2 separate regions of the Gasterosteus aculeatus genome follow, and region 1 is linked to region 2. A link is a contact called in public Hi-C data. All regions are on one chromosome and are shown on one strand. The core of a region is the stretch at or near the end of the contact, and the rest is flanking DNA. Distances in the headings are between cores, read along the strand shown.

What was found. A called contact is a pair of places that touch in the nucleus more often than the background predicts.
Region 1: a contact with region 2 is called in a Hi-C map of tail fin, with 4 times the contacts expected there. The contact joins the enhancer-like site here to the promoter of sod1 in region 2. A contact is called at or near these places in 5 of 6 Hi-C or Micro-C datasets (blood and trunk muscle, skeletal muscle, tail fin and 1 more).

Annotation. Positions count from the first base shown.
Region 1 is chr7:24,225,133-24,231,852 of fGasAcu3.hap1.1, reverse strand. It overlaps tiam1a (TIAM Rac1 associated GEF 1a), which reads right to left. Exons shown (of 29, transcript XM_040180468.2): 17 at 6,032-6,165; 18 at 123-347. Among protein-coding and RNA genes, the nearest start is that of grik1a, 12 kb to the left of the region's middle. Within about 2 kb of position 2,307, at least 6 of the 9 cell types and tissues checked have open chromatin away from gene starts, as enhancers often do.
Region 2 is chr7:24,174,617-24,181,212 of fGasAcu3.hap1.1, reverse strand. It overlaps sod1 (superoxide dismutase 1, soluble), which reads right to left and starts at 1,363. Exons shown (of 4, transcript XM_040182503.2): 1 at 1,176-1,363. The coding sequence starts at 1,247. scaf4a (SR-related CTD-associated factor 4a) reads right to left here. Exons shown (of 19, transcript XM_040182263.2): 16 at 6,426-6,553; 17 at 5,799-5,952; 18 at 5,330-5,485; 19 at 2,035-5,053. The coding sequence ends at 3,882.

The DNA.
Region 1 (6,720 bases), core at 1,058-3,557, 50 kb before region 2:
CAAACTAAGTTGTATACAGTTTTACCATCAACCTTATGAGATGGTGTGCACACGATCATCAAGTGGATACAAATGTGACTCACTAGGTATTGAATTGTGCGTTAAAGGAGAGCTTTACTGACTTTGACGTATGTCTTCTCCGTCTCCACAAGTTCATTGATGACCTTGCGGAGTTTGTCTGCGTGGGAGAGCTGTCTCTGGGTGGCGATGCCCGCCGCGGGCGGTAAAGCTGACACGGGGCTCGGGGAGAGGGATGACGAGGACGAAGATGAGGAAGATGACATAGGGCGCTCCAGGGGATTCATGTCATGGAGACTGCGGCAGAAAGCGGTGACCTGCTCCGTGCTCTGTGGAGAAAGAGAGAATACATCAGAAGGAACTCTTAAAAAAAACAACAACAGGTGACTTAATTGGTCAGATAACCAATTATTACTGCTATTAAAACGTATTCAGTACCATGAAACAGCAGCTTGAAAAACCGCAACCCACACAAGTGCACTTCCTGTATCACATGACTGATTCTTAACTCCCCAAGCACAAACCATCACAAGGAGACACAAATAGATAAATAAGCCACTGGTGTAGAGCGGAGCTGAAAACAGGTGGACATTTCTGCAGTTGTCCGTCATATTCATGAAAGCAATTGCTGCGATTGTAGATCACACAAAAAGGTCCCACATCCGTGTGGAGTTTCGGAGTCAGAGAAGGCGGCTAATAATTGTCATCTGTGACGACACACCCAGGCATGCTTGGGAGTTTCTGTTGACTGATCTGCAGACAGCTGGTCCGCTCGAAGACGCGGCTCGTCGTGGCTGATTTTACGGTCGTCTCCCGTTGGCTGCGGCGATGACAAACACAAATTTGCACGGTGGTTTTCAAACCGGTTTTGCGAAAGTGCCGGGTCCACACGCACGCACACAACCCGACAGCCGTGCTGATGCCAATTGAGTTAAGAAGAGTTCCGTATGCCGCTTGAACACAATCGACAACCACGCAAGGAAACAAAAGTATATGCAAGTAAAATGAGCTGCCTATCAGACTGTCCTTCAGTCACCTTGCACACTCCTTCGTAGACACACACACACACACACACACACACTAATTGTGTTATTTCATGCAACCTATGGGCAGCATGAAATAACACAATGTTGAAACGTGTCAATAATCAGACTATGACTCAAAAAAGGTATAAATACAAGATAAGCAATACTCAATTGGTAAATTCCCAACAACTGTTGATGCAGCCCAATTCTTAGATCTGTGGTACTCGTTACTTCCACTGAAATATAAATAGGAGTTCATATTATCACGTGTGATGGGCCACAAATATTCTGCTGATGGAAATCGAACCTCTACCCTCGGCCCCATCACATAATCACTGACTTCTGCAGGATCTCACACACACACACACACACACACACACACATCATAGATGGATTCAGCAGAGCGTCCGCAGCTCCTGCTCCTCCTAAAAAGCAAACATGCTGACAAGGTCGAACAGAAAAAGGGTCAAGGAGAAGTCAGGGGTCCTTTTCCAGACCAGGTAGCTTGCACTCCTTGTGCAATGGCGCTCCGAGCCAGGGGGAATGGCTTTAACTTCTTCTGCCAAAATGTACGAGTAATACACTGTGCAGGATGTTGAACGCGTCCTGACAAACGGTTTAACGGGGGTGAGGAAGCAGTGGTTGGAGGCGAGCCAGACGGGGATGAAAAGACAGCAGAGACGACTCTTAAGAATGGACAGCAGCCATGTTAAAACACAAGGCGGTATTATGGATGAGCTCCATTGCCCGCGTTAATGAAAACACTAAACTTCTATCCATGGATATCAACGCAGATAGAAGTATATTTTACAAATGATATGTGATCCAGATGGAACTGGAACTTCAAGCACTCGTGCCACAACGGCTAAGTAATGAGAAACATACCACACCTGCTGCACACACTCAAAAAAGGCTAAATAATACAATGAGGAAAAACAGGGTATGTTACGGACCGGTGACAAGAAACAAAAACATTAAGATTGAATTGGAGTCTCAGTTGAAGACAAATGGACCTCAGACATGTAAAAAAAGACAACAGCTTAAAAACAGAATACATGAACAAAAACAATTAGAAGCAGGCAACAAATAGATACCTTATTCTTTGTAAATCCAATCTCCTTATCATTTCCAACAGAGGAATCACCCGCTTACAAAATGTACTGGATCACAGACTCGCCCTTCATTACACAGGAGTACAGCATGAGGGAGGAGCGTGGAGGCAGGCACAAACCTGCTCACACAGCCGTGGGCTGAAACCACCAACAGTGAGAGCCAGCGTCAACAGATTACACGTGACCACATAACCTGGCGCACAGAAACACAAGCATGTGTGTGTGTGTGCACTCGGTGAATTGAATTTTTGACATGGAGTATTATGCACGTGTATAAGTAAATGTACATTTGGATGGCATGTACTCGTACTCGAGGGCAGGAATGTGCTCGTCAACAAACAGAGGAGGTGGGGGGAGTATAGTCTTGAAGTTCAGTTTCATTTGAAATCAGGGAAACCTGCAAATCCATAAATCCCTACGAGGAATGATGGGATATAAACGCCACGACACAGAGACAGAGGCTTTAATCATTTAATCTCAAAGCAAAAGGATATTATGACACGAGTCTTTACAAATCTACAGTATGCATGAGCATTTAGGCTTTGAAGCCGTTGCTTTTTCAGACTGTGTCAGGATCTCCGATCCCCTGCGAGCATCCTACAACTTTGGAAGGAAGAAGGGCGAGGGAAGTGTCAAGTGCAAGATACTGTCTTTACATCCCTAAAAAAAAGTGTCCACCTTTGGGCGTTAATAACGGACTTCAGGGAAAATGCAATTTTGAGCATTTATTTCAATCCTCATTGAAAATCATACAACATACCTATACTACAAAAAGACACATCTAATACAATCTATAGATGACTGAATACTGAGATAATCAATGTAGATATTCATATATAGATGACCGGATCTGTTCGGGGTTGCATGCTTAGTGTTAGAAACATTGCGGTTTTGCAGCGTTGAATCTACCCAGTGCTCCCTCTAGTGGACGGCTGTGAGACGACAGCAACCACCGAGTCAAAGCTGTAAGGCCGAATAGAGGGAATCTACACAGGGAACCTGCTTGGTCTCCATTGCGTTGAGGGATCATTTAAAGAAGTAATAATTAAATTAAATAGTTTATGTTAAAGCTAAAGATATACAAGATGTGTGTATTCTAGTAGTCAGTAACCACTAGAATAACAAGCGCACTGCATGCAGAGGGCAAATTAACCTGGATTGTACCAGGAGTGAAATCAAAACAAATCTTGATGGGAACTGTCCCCTCCACGGATCATCCAATGAATAATGCATTTCCCATTTCAAAGCCCCCAAAGCCAAACCAATAGTGGTTTGTAAATTATAACCAGCACCCTCAGTGAGGACGACTACACCTTGGAGAACATTAAAATCAGCCATCTCTATTATCGCAAGCAATCACCGTTTGAATCTGCAGTTGGTTTTTCATATCGAGGAGGTTGCTCTGTGCTTTGTCCAAAATAATGAACCTCCTCGTTTCCTCCGGCTAGCCAGACACTCACTTCATCTCCACTAAATGATGTGAAACACTGTGCAGAATGAAGTAATTAGAATGTGGGGATAATTAAAATTGTCCCATTTTGCCTCCTTTTTGTCCTTCTTGCCACCGTATAGCTGCAGGCGGTGGTTGAAATGAGGCGAGACAGAATCTTCAGCACTTTGGAGGCATTCCAAAGAGCGAGTGTGGAAACAAAACCATGGCCAAAAAAACAAAAACAAAAAAAAGGGTCAACCCCAAATTTAAAAAAGATAACTAAAAACGTGTTATTATTTTAAGTTCCAATGGGACAAAGGAGACGAGAAACCGCATTCAAACCAAAGATGAGACCGGATAATCAGAGAGGACAAACAAAACGCTGAGCTGTCATGTCAGACTAAAGGACATCTATGGAAAAATATATGACAATAGATCAAGGAACCAAGATTTAAAAAAAAAAAAATTACAAGAAAAATGAGAGGGTGACAAAAATGAGGCCAAAACAAACAGCAGATTGAAATTACAGGGATGGAAGACAGCACAGGACTGGCGTCGAGACACTGAAAGGTGAACGCGACATCAAAGATTTCTAGAGCTTTGCGTTTGTTTGCCTTTTTTCAATTCCACTTGTATATAAAACTGCATCTGATAAAACAAAGAAGTATATGACTGAGAGAGGACATGTTATGAATGTGGGTTAGCAATATCTCAAGCCTTATTTTGCCTCCAAAATAGACTGCATTGTTTCATGAAAGGAAAGTCTAGAATTTAAAAAAAACAATTGGTTGATGATCAACGAGCTCATTTTTATGCTGACTGAAGTTTTTACTTAATTTGCATATGCTAATTTGTTAATTAATAAAATGAATAGTTTTTCACTGTTAAAAAAAAAAACAGCTACTCTGTCAACACTGAAATTGCAAAATCTTTGCAAAACCAACTTAGTTTGCTCAGTTTCAAAAAGGCTTTTATGTGGAGATCATATTCTGCATTTTGTACATGTTGGAACAGATTTGAATGGATTTCGAGCAAAATCTCTTAAATGTGCATTAGAAGCCGCGCAGAGGATCAAACTGTTGTAAAGTTGAACAACTTTAGAACTGCTGGCGGTTTTCCCCACATTAAGTGAAGTGCACCAAATGAGACTTAAAGTCCCTCGTCCTCATTCAGCCATCCTGCAGGGCCTTTCAGCCTTTCTCTTATCCTCACATACTTTGCTTCAAACGAATGATGGCACATCAGAGTCACAGAACCACCACTGTCCAAAAGGACCGGATCCGGCTCTGACCTCACCCATTAAGGTCGCCTTCCAGACTGAAGCTCAGTGACACATATCCGAGACAGAACGCAGTGCCGTCCCTTCCCTGCTCTCCTTTCCCACCCCTCCACGTCTGGGCTATTGTGAGAAGTAGGAAAAAAAATGTTTCCGGTGGATTACTGGTGATCAGACATTGCCATGGTAATGGAAGTGACAACCGTATCCAAGGGAGACCGGCTGGCACACAGCGTGTCCCGGCAATCAATGCGCCGACCCTGATCGGACCCGACGTAATCTTAATTAGACAGTGATGCCGTTCACTCACTCTTTCAATCACCTGTCTGTCCTCATCTCTGTGCTCCAGAGCACGCACACATACAGTACATATGGAGCACGCATGTGCTATCTATTCAACACACTACAAATAAGTCATGCAATACGTTAGTATTGTATGAAACAAATCTAGTATTTATGTAGGAATAGGATTAGGGGCACACTATGTTGTAGGTGTCACCGGATTAACTGCATGAATGATTCATCAAGGTGAGTTCACTGCAAAGCGACTTCAAAGCAGTTAAGAGTGTGTGAACTCTGGTTGTGTGCGCATGTCAAACCACTTACATACGCGTTGCTTGAGTCAGATCTTTTAAAACATTCTTCTCACATGAGAAAAATTCTGCTAAGCTCTTCCAGCTTTCTCGCTACACACACACCCACAAAAAACCTGTCTAACATACATGAAGAAATACTTAGGATAAGACCTGCCACAGGGTTTTTATATAATAATAATAATAATAATAATAATAAACACATTTGGACGGTTGAACACTGATTTCTTCTGATGGACGAATCTGAGACATGAAACCGGGAGAAACTAAGCACACTGTCAGCGAGCGCAAAGATAAGCACACAAATGCAGCTAATCAGCCACTTCAAACACCGGCATTGATCCACAGGTCTCACACGCTCTCTCTCACGCTCTCTCTCACTCTCGCTCTCTCACACACACACACACACCAAAACTGCTATTCTTATTTTTTTACAACAACAACACATGACACTGACAAGTTGTGTTGAAATATATATAGAAACTGTTCTATTAATCCTCTGTCCACATCCAGTGTTGCAACTATGTGCCTGTCTGTGAGCCCATCAAGTTGTGCGTTTGCACGCCGTGTTCTACCTTTTGTCCGGTCCCCACGCCCGTTTTGTCTTCCTGATGATCTTCAGGACTTCGCAGAGTCAGAGGAGATGCTTCCTCTAAACTGTCATCCGGGCTCTCCACCGTCAACCCCGACACCTCATCCAGGATGTCCTCTACAGACAGAGAGAAAAGGGCCATTTGTACACATAGACGCAGTGTTTACCCAAATATACGGACATTCCCCCTAAATGCTCAGACACACTCCTCTTTTGGACATTTGACCTGTTCTAATGGATTTATTTGACAACACTTCCTTTAATGGTGTTTGGAGATTCTGGATTCATGCACAATGCGCTTGTGTCATGAAAAACGGGGCTGTAAGTAAACAATCCTAAGTCGAGTTGAAGTCGAAGGCCCCTTAAGCATGATATCATCGATAACCTCCATATGGCAGCTGGAATGTTTATTTTACCCTTTGCATTTGGCGTATCCTACACGATGACGGCTCCGCTGAAGGATTCCTATTAATATTCATAGTTTTCTGAGTCCCTGTACAAACAAAGCCAGTTTGTCAGCCTGTGGACCGCGAGCCCCCAATTTAAAAAAGGAATACAAATGGTGCCCTTGAACGGATGAAAAGAGCAGGGCAGAGGAAAGCTGGCGGCTGCCTGCAGGTTAGTTATCAGACAGCATAATTAGCAGAACGCCCTCTTCACCCTCGGTTTCAT
Region 2 (6,596 bases), core at 114-2,613:
TAAATGGTAAATATTTATTTTTGAAGCAAATTTAAAACTGACGAGTCTCTTGTCAACAAGAAATCCACACTTTAATTCTCAAAAAAGCCTCAATAGAAAGTTGGGTGAAAAGTGTTGGGATCAAAAAGACAAATGCCGTGAAACACTAAGCTCTGAGTGAAAGGGACGTTTTGTCTGAGGGTGGAGAAACTGATCTGGCCTTTGTCTTCTGCGTTCTGCCTGGTGACAGTCAGCTGTGCAAGTGGCAGCACGCTGAAATTACCGCTTGGTTAAAGATCTGATTGGCTCTACAAAAAAAAAAAAAAAAAAAAAAGTCTGCATCCACGAAGACTGACCGATCAATAATACAACACTATGGCAGCACGACCACAAACCAACTAGATATTTGAAAGCCATCAGCAATCCAAAGGGTTTCCCTGCTGCTGACCTCATCTAGAAGGCCACGCAGTGGAGGCAAAGGGAACCAGAACGAGGGATAGCAGTGACTCAGCAAAAACAACAGAAAAACAACCGCGTTAGTGGGCAAGTGCGTTTGTGCGCTGGTTTTAAAAGCTGGTGCCACTTTTAAATGAAAGCCTTTCAGCGGAACGGCTGCAAAAACAAATAGTAATGAATGAGTCAAACCGGCAAGATTAGCGGTTGACACCTCGCACACGCTCGAATTATGCAACAGGCGGTTTCAATGCACGCGCTGTTGATCATTAATAAAAAATAGGGCGTAAAACGTGCAAAGGTTACCACTTTTGCGGCAGTGTTGGATCCTCATTTACGTCCACAGGGTCAGCCTATTTTTAATTAAAAAAGGGTTAGTTAAGTAACACGCCGCTCGGTCTGCCTGCGCACTTTAGCGCTCATTTAAGGCTTTGACGTCGCACCGTGCGGGCTAACGTTGGTTTGCGTTGAATAACCGTGCCCGTCGTTGGAGAGCTAGGACTTTGGTCGGCGGTGGGTTGCTAATCTTACATCTGACCAATTTCGATGCGTGGTCATTCAAAACGTAATAAGTGACGTTAGCCAGTTAGCTCCCGTCAACCATTCAAAACCTAACGTTATACTCGTGAAGGGAGGATTTAACGTTAGCTTGTATAGCATTGACGCGCTAACGGTTAGTTTAAATATAACGGCTAACTAACGTTAGATAGTTCCTCGGCTGAAGGTAACGTTGCACGCCTTACTTCCTGCTCAAAATAAATGGTCCCAGTGGTCTCGCCTGCTCCTTTCAGCACACACACAGCTTTCACAACCATCTTCGCAGTAGTTTCAGGCGATGCACAAGTTCCAGACAAGCTTGGTAGGTAGAGACGACAGTGTGGCGACAACTATATTTGTAGGCATCGAATGGGCGGGCGTGTAATACAGAGAGCCAATCGGAATCGACTATAGTCAAAATGACATATTTTGATTGGCTACTAATCTTAACACATTAAGTGGGTGAACAAATCCATAATGCTTCGCCAGGGCCACATGACATATTCACATCGCACTGCATCGTTAGAATAATTCTTGCAATTAAAAATTGGAATTTGTAAAAATGCATCATGTGGTTGACAAATATATTGCTGTCATCTTAATCTATCAGTCATCTATCAGTACTATTGTTATTAAATTGACTAGTGTATCCAGGAAAAAATGTTGAATATCAATCAATGGCCTAATATTTGTACCATCTTTCTTAATACGGTGGGGGTACACTGTTGACAGTCACATGCTTAATAAAGTCAGATGCTCATGCACAGCCTACAATCTCTCTATTGTTGTTACATATACAATGATGAAGATGCAGTGACTGTTAAAATGACATTTAGTCACAGACAGCACGAGTTCTAAGCTCACTTAGAACTCGTGCTGTCTGTGACTAGGATCCAACACTGCCGTGGAACTCTTAACGGCTCCTTTTTCACGACGATAGATTTGAACGACATCAAATGTCCACCTGTAAGCTGTAAGTGTAATAAATATCAGTATAGTGGAAATAACAGTCCAGTATGTGTACCAACACTAAAACATAGAATATCATTTAAACAAGCAAAAATATTTGGTACAAAAATAGTTTATTAAAAACACTTTCCTCTGGCTGAAATTTTGGAGGTATTATGCCCATGTGTTTTTGTGTTACTAACCAATCATAGAAACATCTGAACCCTTCTAAACCCTCAGGAAAAATGTTAAAGCAAGACTTCTTCGTTGTTCCTTCCCAGTCAATTTCCTCCTCCACCATAAACGCATCACAGATCATAAACAACAAATACAGTTCTGAATCGTCAGTGATACAAGCATATTTACAGCAGCGTGTCGCAAGCAAATCTCTTCATTCCGTCTCCTTAGTATTTGGTAAATAGATTTTAGAAAGGGCTGAATTTGTAGAATCTGATCTTGAAGCTGTAATTTCAGTTAAAGCTGCTCTGCAGTGAAAGAGACATGAAGTTCACTGAAATGCCAATAGAAATATACTTCCTTTGTGATGTGATGTCCTTTGTGACGTTGATGTTAGTTCTGAAAAGTACTTGTCAAAACATTAAACAGAAGCCAGGACGCCAGGACAAAAGATCTAATTTCTTCTTGTTTTTACTTTAGTTTTCGGCAGTTTTTGAACAGGGTGCAAAGTTATTGTAAATAGGATCACTCTTCCTTATTTATGCGTACCAATATCTATATAACATCTGATTTCTTTACAACCACAATTTTACAGGGGAGATCTATACGGTATCATCATGACCCGAATTGAACTTGTTTTTGTCCATGTTACGTCAAAATGCCTAATTGGATTTTCTGAATATGCCACCGTTAAAAGTCCTAGGTTCCGAGTCCCCACAATGTTTAATGTTTTGCCAAAAAAAAAATATATATATATATACATACATACATACATACATACACACACACACACACACACACACACACACACAAAGAATTAAAAGACCATTAGTGAAAGCTGGATAAGAACCGCATAATAAATGACTGGGAAGCATTCTCGATTCCCGAAGTCTTATGATGATGTGTGTGTTTGGGCAACATTTCTGTTCCAATACAAGTGGTAGACATAACAATTTCAATAAAAACCATGTATTATACATACCCAAGCAGCAGGTATAACCAAGACAATATTCTACCTGAAATAAAAAGTGTTTCAAAGAATAAAAAGCCGGGACATAATCAAAATTGGTGTCAGCAAAGTAGCAAACCTAATTCTTGGAGGGATTTACCAACACGTCTATGTACTTTTCCTTCCTAATTCAATACACCTACAACATACTTGATTGGCCTTTCAATGCTGTGCATTACAGGCGGTCAGACAGGGCGGATATGAAGCACAAGATGACATGAAAACAAGAGAAAATGAAGTAAATTGTTTGTTTGAGGGGAAGATATTCAGTGTTCGACTTGAAGTTTTAAAATGAACATATTCACCTGGTTGAGGAGGGCCTGCTATCTCGCAGATAAGGCAATGAAGTAAAAAATACATTTGTGTCATAGAACTAAATATGTTTTCACTGTCGACTTAAAAACATAAAAGCTACGCTCAATTAACCTAGAAAGGACAACATGCAAACACTCCGTTCGTTCTTTCATCCTGCAGGGAAAATTAACAAGTTTAACTACAACGATTTAACCTAAATGATTTTCACGTGGTCATGTTCCCAGAAGGAGATGCGAAGCCAGATTTGACCATAAACAAGTATTTCTGAAAAGAGCCATTTACATACGTTTGACAACACGTCTGGGAGACGGTGGTTCGTAAAGGTTCAATCACCCACTGGCAAACATTATCGAAAACTTATGCCAGGAGATGAGGACGCCGATCATTGTGAAAAAGACCTTTTATAAAAAAAAAAAATATTTATAATAATAATAATAATCATCATTCAGTGGTTGACAGCAGTCTATGGCTGAAGGAGCAGTGAGCCGATCTCTGCTGCTGCTTCCTGTTTTGTTTCCGTGGGCTCACTTTGAGCTGAGGGCGAGGGCACAGAAGGCGTCCGCTCTTCTGCGGCGGTTGTGGCCTCTGGAGTTAAAAGTTCAGAATCAGCCTTCTTTTCAGAAGCCTCCGCACTTGGTTCTTTGCCCGTTTCCGTGGTTACAAGAGGAGTCACAGGCGTTTGCTCTGTTGCATTAGGGGTCTGAAGTCTTTCCTTGTTTTCCAGGTCCGCCAATCGATCGTCCCTGTCCCAGCGGGTGGTCCTCTCTCGTCTCTCGGACCGCCTCGGACGGTCCCCTTCTTTTCCCTCAGCTCTCTTCCCTCTGTCTAGACTCCCTCCTTCTACCTTTCCCCGTTCTCCTCCCTCTGCCCTCCCTCGGTCCCTATCCCCATCGTCGCTCCTCCCCCGCTCCCTGTCGCTCTCCAGACTGTTCCTCTTGTCCCTCCAGTCGCGTCTGTCTCTGTCTCGATCGCGGTCTCTCTCCCGATCTCTGTCTCTGTCCCGATCGCGGTCCCTCTCCCACCCTCCCCCACGTTGACCTGCTCCATCTTCTTGCCATCCTCCGGGTCGGTCCCTCCCTTCCATTCTGTCCCCGCCTCCACCCCTCCCTCCGTCGCCAAATGGACGCCTTCCACCTCCGAAACCTCTGTCCCGCTCTCTGTCCCTGTCCCAGTCCCTGTCCCGCTCTGGCTCTCTGTCCCTGAACGCAGGCCTGTCTCCCCTGAATGGTCTACCATCCGTTTCTTCTGGCCCCTCCAGGCCGCGAGGCCCCCCCGGTCTGATAAAAGGGGGAGGACCCGGAGGAGGGGGGCCCTGCCCATGCGGAGGGAAGGGAGCCCTCATATTGTGGGGAGACATCATTCCAAAGCCTCCTTTAAGCGGAGGCGGGTCGTGGTGCATCATTTGAGGGTGGGGCCCTCTTGCAATCATCTGTGGGGGCATAGGTGGCATGTTGTGGTGAGGGGGCCGTGGCCCGTGGGGTGGGGGGAAACGCTGCATGTGCGGTGGCGGGGGGACCGGAGGACGCTGGAGGGGAATTATACCAGGCCGTGCGCCAAGCAGACCTCCAGGAGGGGGTTGGATGTTTCCAGGAGGAGCACCGGGGAGGGAACCTGGAGGTCCACCCAACTGGTTACCTGGCAAGGAAAGAAATACAAAATACAGCTTTGATTTTTACCCAACTTTCAAGGAAGGTTCAAAATGTAAACTTTTAGAAGCATAAACTAAGACATGTCACTAGACACAACCTTAACTTCAATTATCTAATCCAACTAGACATCATCATCAAATGGATTGATTGAGAAACAATTCATCCAATGCACATTTTGTTTAGATGAGATACCCCCCCCCAGTTTTAAGGAACAAGCTCAAGTAACACTCATTCTAAAAAGAGCAGAGAAAGTTCGACTGACCCATGAGTCCCATCTGGTTGTTGAAGATGTTGGGACCCTCTGGGATCTCGTCATTTTTCCTGTTGCCCAGACCCATCGGGTCCAGGGACAGGTCTTCAACGCCACCTTTGGGGGGAGGAAGGGGGCCGAGGGGCATGGTCCCCGGGGGAGGGTAACCTGGGAGCAGAACGGGGAGAGGAGTTGGGGTTGAGTTTGTTTTAGCTCGTGTGGAAATCGGTTTGGACTACAGCCTCTGAAAAGGTGGTTTGTTGATAAAAGCAGCCGCAAGGGTTTATGAAGAAGTAACTTAATTAAATCCCCCCACCCCATTGTCTTTTTCCCCCTGCTTGTTTCATCATCAGCTACTTATGACACCAGATACACAAAGGAGCAGTTCAATGCTGCACGTCTTTCTTTCAGTAGCAATTAACACCATTTGAGTTGGAGGAAAGCCAGTTAGAGACTGATGGCGGCTGAAGGAAGTCGCTACCTGGAGGCATCTGCATGGGGTTGAAGCCAGGTCGGATGAACGGAGGAGGGGGGATGCCCGGGGGGAAGGAAGGCGGAGGCATGCCCATGGGCCCGGGGAAAACAGGGGGCTGGAGAGAACCCACACCAACCATCGGCTGCTGCATCGCAGGAACCTGAGAACATTTACAGGGATTCAATTAAGATTGAGTGACAAATGTATTTGTTATACTTTCCTCGAATTGAGCTCAGTTGGTGTGTGAGAAAATATAAATTCATTAGCTTCAAATACTGTAAAAAAATATATATATATATATTATATATATACACACACACCAAATATTTTTAATGAATATACTGTATATATGCAACCATTTACGGGAAACAGTGGCTCAGATTGTACAAAAAGCGCTGGACGGTGCAATGATCAAAAATGAAAAGAAACCGTAATTTGTTATGTAAAAGGCAGTGAGTTCTTCCAACTACAAAAGAAGGGCGATATATTGTATCATGATCCGTACCGGAATCGCTGCCATAACTACATGTTTCAGAATAATATCTTACAATCACTCTGTTCTTTAACATCATATATAACGAATTGTTTAATCCGAGAATGTTACACTAGTAACATCTTGTCGATGTTGTTTACCTGTGTAGGAGGAGCCGCCGCGGCAGCCAGAGGTGGCACTTGTGTTTCCTCCGGCTGCTGGAGCTCCGAGCGGCCGTTGTGGGTCAGTTCCTCCTGAAGGCCGAGAGACTTCCTCACTCCGCTCCACTCTGAAAAGAGACGAGACGCGTTAAGAAGCACACTGGCATATAA